Regions from separate parts of the Mus musculus genome. Here region 1 is linked to region 2. Evidence: chromatin contacts called from public HiChIP or PLAC-seq data. All regions are on one chromosome and are shown on one strand. The core of a region is the stretch at or near the end of the contact, and the rest is flanking DNA. Distances in the headings are between cores, read along the strand shown. Region 1 overlaps Lipc (lipase, hepatic). Region 2 has its middle 25 kb from the start of Gm46120.

Region 1 (2,700 bases), core at 87-2,586, 220 kb before region 2:
AACACGCGCATATTGTAGTTTTATATATAGTAATACTAATAGTACTACATACTGTATTAGCATATAGTAATAACAAGAGTAATGTAGTGGCATCCTAATGATGCATATGTTTTCCACTGCCATTAGTGGGGAACTTAGTTTATGTTTTAAACACTCTCCTATCTGCTTTTCCCAAACAGGAGTCAAGGACTTTGCATAACTAGGCCAAAAGGGCTCCAAGCCACAGGGGAGAGGGTGTGGCACCTCTGGTTGGAAGTGTTGGGGCACTTGTCCCTGCTGCATGAATCTGGGTAGCACTTGGGCACTTGTTGAGGGCAATTCACAATGGATGCCTTGTTATTCTCTGGGGTGTCAAGGTATCCAACTAGGTCAGAAAGGCAGGTCAAGAACAATGCCTCTCTTCCTGGTCACATGTGAAAGCATTGGTAGACAGGCCTCCCAGCCTCCGGGCCTGTTAGTGTCCTGAGATACCAACTACAGTCTTGTGGCAGGTGGTATTTCAGGCACCACTGAGCTGTCACAGGATCAATAGTCCCAAGGTATGACAGCCCTCCTTGGATAGCACCCTGCAGCCAGGCCCAGGGTGAAGGAGGGACAGCGTTGTACGTTTCTGAGCAGGCAATGGCACTATTGTGTGTCCTTGTGTTTGGCAGACACTATCACCCCCACGAAATGCCAGCCTCTGGGCATCTAGCTTTGGGGCAGGTTTTGGGAGCAGGATGTCTGTCTTTCTGCAGCCCTGACTGTCAGGGACTGGGGATCAGGATTGAGTTTCTTTCCTGGATTTTCAAGGGTTCTTTTGTTCCTTCACCTCCCGAGTGTAGGAGGTAAATCTGAGAATAACTCTGAGGCAGCAAGCTGGAAATTCAATTCCCTGTGAACTCTGCTCCTGCTAGGCCGTGTAATGGGATCACTCTTGCTTAGCAGGTGTGCTACAGTCAGGTTTCCACCTGCTGTAATTACAGGTCCTCCACACTTCCCCAGTTCCGGGCTTTCTGAGCCCTGGCATTTTTGCAAGTGTGTCTCCTGTCCTTAATAACTGGTTGGCAGGCATTCATCAGCACCATAAGTAACTGGGCACCGCCTCTCCTCACCACCTCTCCTTTCTTGTTTGAGAGACAGACCAAGGGCTCAACCTACTTAAAGACTCTGAGTTCAGAGAGCAGGAGACGACAGGGATGAAACATGTCTCCATATTCCATTTTGGGGTTTTAATTTATATTCTCCCGGAGAGCTGCAGATTAGAGGTTGTGAAACTCTCAGGGCAGAACAATTTCTATAAATACAAGTGATGTGAGTGTAAGGGGCAGGGTTTGGAGAGAGGACATCTTGCATGTTTCCTGGGTTGAGACAACCACAGGGGAGTTTATCCCATGGCTGGAGCTGGTTCTCAGAGGAGCCAGGGTCATGTGTGTTTGTGGCAATGGAGAGCCTATACACAATACTTGCAGGTTTGGGGCTGGAGTGGAGCCCACTGCATTGCAAAAGGAACATGATCAATTCTCTTTCTTCCTTTATTGATGGAAGTTCTAGTGCTAGAAGCTGATAGCCAGCCTGGCATATTCACAGCTCTCCTGTAGACACTTCCTTCCTGGCCTGTTCCCTCGAGCTCCCACTGTCTCCACCCCACTTGTGTTATTTAAGTCCTGACTCTGTGGCCCTTTAGCAAGTTCCCAAAACGCCGGGAACCTTAGTCTTCTGGTTTTAATACATTGGATCATAAACCCTATCTCATAGACTGGTTTAGAATGAAAAATGAATTTAATATTATAGAGTCTGAGACAAGCCAAGGGCCAAGTGAACATAATTTTTCTTCATAATACTAGTGGGTCATAGCTGGTAAAACTCCTCAGGAGGCATCTTCTGACCATGACAAGACTGCAAGGCCTCCCTTCCCAATAATTACAAACAGTTGAGTTTTGGACCACAGGGATAATAGTTTTGAGAAGTGAAACTTTTTGGAGCTCAAATTCTGTTATGTAGGTGAATGTCTTTTCAGGTTATTTGAATAGTCAGTTCTGTATGGCCATGTGATTGAAGGCCAAAAGAGAAACATAGCTATTATCTCTATTGCTTACTAGGCCTTTAGCCCCTCAAGAGTTTTGTCAAGTATCCAGAAAGACCAGAGTATCAGAAATGAAAGATTAAGACTAAGTTTCCTTCTCAAACGGTAGAACCTGGACTCCTAAATCTCACCCCTTTCTCACTGAGATGTAAGAGGGAGCGTGTCCCTAGGTTGTTAGAAGACTTGGGGTACTTGCTCCTGGACACATTCCCTCCATGCAGACAAGAGGGCTATAAAAAAGCAGCAACTTACTCTCCATTTTCTATAACCCTGGGTACTGGAATCCAAGAAGTGGTCTAGAATGCCTTCACTCCTACACATCTTCTTCTCCCAAGGCCAGTCCTTCTGTGCTAGAGGTCGCAAGCTGTGGCTTTGTTCCTCTGACATTTCAGGGGATGGGGCATGTAGTGGAGGTGACAGTCCCCACAAGCCCAGGCAAAGATAGGCAAGACCCAAGCTCAGGACTAAGTGCTATATAACAAAATAACACTAAAAATGAGGACATTCCTACAAGTTTGCTGAGCCAGGGTGGACATGAGGGACTATTCTAAATACCCAGCCTGGCACCTAGCACTTGCAAGGACATTAATAGATAGCTGGTGGCTGAATGACAGTGTCCTGGCTAGCATTGACTG
Region 2 (2,700 bases), core at 183-2,682:
GTACAAGTGAGAACAATGCATGGGAGATTTAAAGGCTACTACATTTGGAGAATTTGATGTAGAGCAATAAAAAAACCAAACAACCCTCTCAAAAAACATCCCAGAGATAAATGAGTGTGTGTAATGCTGAAGATGTAATTCACCCAGTCTGGGATTTAGCTTACACATGGTAGTCAGCTCAGTTGTGTAGCCAGCTGCTATTCCCTGCTGTCTACCACAGGACAATGATTAGACTATTTCTCCAATCTCTTCTTAAATAGTACCGTGGACTTATGAGAGATTTTATATTTTTCCCTTATTGTCCTTAGTGACACACTGCCTCATATCTAACAGAATAATTTGTCATCTAATAATCATCATTTGTGTCATCTTTAATTTGATATATTTTATGTCATGAATATTTTATCAAAGTCATTGATAAAATTGATGAGTAGGACTTAACCCATTTAGTATTTTTTAAAAACAAAAGTATTTTAAAATATTTGTTTGCATGTGTTGTAGTTTGGGGCATGGGGTGGGGTTGTACACTTCCTGAAGGTGCTAGAAAAAGCCAGAAGAGGGCATCTGCTCTGGATCTGGAGATACAGGCAGCTGTAATGCACCTGACATGGGCACGGGAGACCAAAGACCACTCTTAATTGCTGAACCATCCTTCCAGCTCCATACAGTTAATCTTTTAGTAAGGTGCTTTAAATATTTTTCTGAGTAGTTTTTGATACTTGAATGGAGCAACACTTAGTGAATGGTCATTGCAGCTGAAAAAAGAAAAACCATCCAAATTTGCCACCCATATAATAATTACTCTTTTATCATCTGCAGTTTTACAAATAAGTCATACACATTTTATTCAAAGCACTGATTAAAATTTTCAAATGGGACCTGGCAAATTCAGAGTCCTTTGGGAGGACACTCAGGCCAATGGAGTAGAGGTTTTGTTCTATCCTCTGAGTGACACTTAAGAAAGGTTCTAGCTACAAACTTGGCTGATCAGTAGCTCTTCATGCTGGTCTTCTATTCCCTTTGGCTCATGATGACATTGTGGAGAATTTAGAGTTGAGATATATTGGTTCTTTCTGTGTATTTTCAGAAAAGAACACTCTAATGAAATGATTTAAATTTAGTCTGACATGGCTGGCTGCTATGTTATCAACTTGTGTAGTTTCCTAATGAACACTAATTTGTTCCCTACATGATCATGAATAATTCATCCTGGGATCTGGAGAACTCAGGTTTGGTGATCCAACACACCTGGGTTGAAATCCTGGCTCTCATCATTGTGAACAAGGCCAGCTAGTCAGCTTCTCTGGGCCTCAGTTTCTCTTTTGCACAGTGAGAATGATCGAATTTCCCTCCCGGGTTTGATGTGATGTTCAAAACAGGAAGTTGTCACAGAAGCTAACAGCTTCTGGAACAGGCAGAAGCCACAGAGCTACTGAGGCAGAACCCATTTTGGGCTCTTGACATCCGGGCACCTTCCCTGCCAGAGGAGGGGCGCCTGCCCCACCTAGGAGGGCTTTGCCGTAGCACCTGGGGGAGCCACCTTGGTTCCCGGATCCTGCTGAGACTAGTCTGCACAGGTGAGAGTGTGGACCACAGAAGCTAACAGCTTCTGGACACAGGCCCTGTTTTGGGCCTTCATCTTCTGCCAGGAAGCAGGTCCGAACTCCAGATATCTGTGCACCTTCCCTGCAAGAGGAGAGCTAGCCTGCAGAGAGTGCTCTAACCACTGAAACTCAGGAGAGAGCTAGTCTCCCATGTCGGCTGATAGAGCCTAACAGAATCATGAGAGGAACAAGCTCTAACCAGAGACAACTATAACAACTAACTCCAGAGATTACCAGATGGTGAAAGGCAAACGTAAGAATCTTACTAACAGAAACCAAGACCACTCACCATCATCAGAACTGAGCACTCCCACCTCTGCGAGTCCTGGGCACCTCGACACACCCGAAAAGCTAGACCCAGATTTAAAAGCATATCTCATGATGATGGTAGAGGACATCAAGAAGGACTTTAATAACTCGCTTAAAGAAATACAGGAGAACACTGCTAAAGAGTTACAAGTCCTTAAAGAAAAACAGAAAAACACATCTAAACAGGTGATGGAAATGAACAAAACCATACAAGACCTAAAAAGGGAAGTAGACACAATAAAGAAAACCCAAAGTGAGGCAACGCTGGAGATAGAAACACTAGGAAAGAAATCTGGAACCATAGATGCGAGCATCAGCAACAGAATATAAGGGATGGAAGAGAGAATCTCAGGTGCAGAAGATTTCAGAGAGAACATCTGCACAACAATCAAAGAAAATGCAAAATGCAAAAAAATCTTAAAACATCCAGTAAATCCAGGACACAATGAGAAGACCAAACCTACAGATAATAGGAGTAGATGAGAATGAAGATTTTCAACTTAAAGGGCCAGCAAATATCTTCAACAAAATTATAGAAGAAAACTTCCCAAACCTAAAGAAAGAGATGCCCATGAACATACAAGAAGCCTACAGAACTCCAAATAGACTGGACCAGAAAAGAAATTGCTCCCAACATATAATAATGAGAACAAAAAAATGCACTAAATAAAGATAGAATATTAAAAGCAGTAATGGAAAAAGGTCAAGTAACATATAAAGGCAAGCCAATAAGAATTACACCAGATTTTTCACCAGAGACTATGAAAGCCAGAAGAGCCTGGACAGA

The links. HiChIP or PLAC-seq counts read pairs in DNA pulled down with a chosen protein or histone mark.
Region 1: an H3K27ac HiChIP or PLAC-seq map of large pre-B cells shows a contact between it and region 2, with 2.7 times the contacts expected there. The contact joins two enhancer-like sites. A contact is called at or near these places in 1 of 484 Hi-C or Micro-C datasets (nephron progenitors), 3 of 115 datasets of contacts at active chromatin or transcription factors (extraembryonic endoderm stem cells, large pre-B cells and trophoblast stem cells) and 1 of 9 other capture datasets (embryonic stem cells).

The regions. Positions count from the first base shown.
Region 1 is chr9:70,874,720-70,877,419 of GRCm38.p6, forward strand. The region is part of intron 1 of Lipc (lipase, hepatic); the gene reads right to left. Among named protein-coding and RNA genes, the nearest start is that of Gm32017, 38 kb to the right of the region's middle. Within about 2 kb of position 1,337, at least 16 of the 459 cell types and tissues checked have an H3K27ac peak or open chromatin away from gene starts, as enhancers often do.
Region 2 is chr9:71,092,824-71,095,523 of GRCm38.p6, forward strand. No RefSeq gene overlaps it. Among named protein-coding and RNA genes, the nearest start is that of Gm46120, 25 kb to the left of the region's middle. Within about 2 kb of position 1,433, at least 6 of the 459 cell types and tissues checked have an H3K27ac peak or open chromatin away from gene starts, as enhancers often do.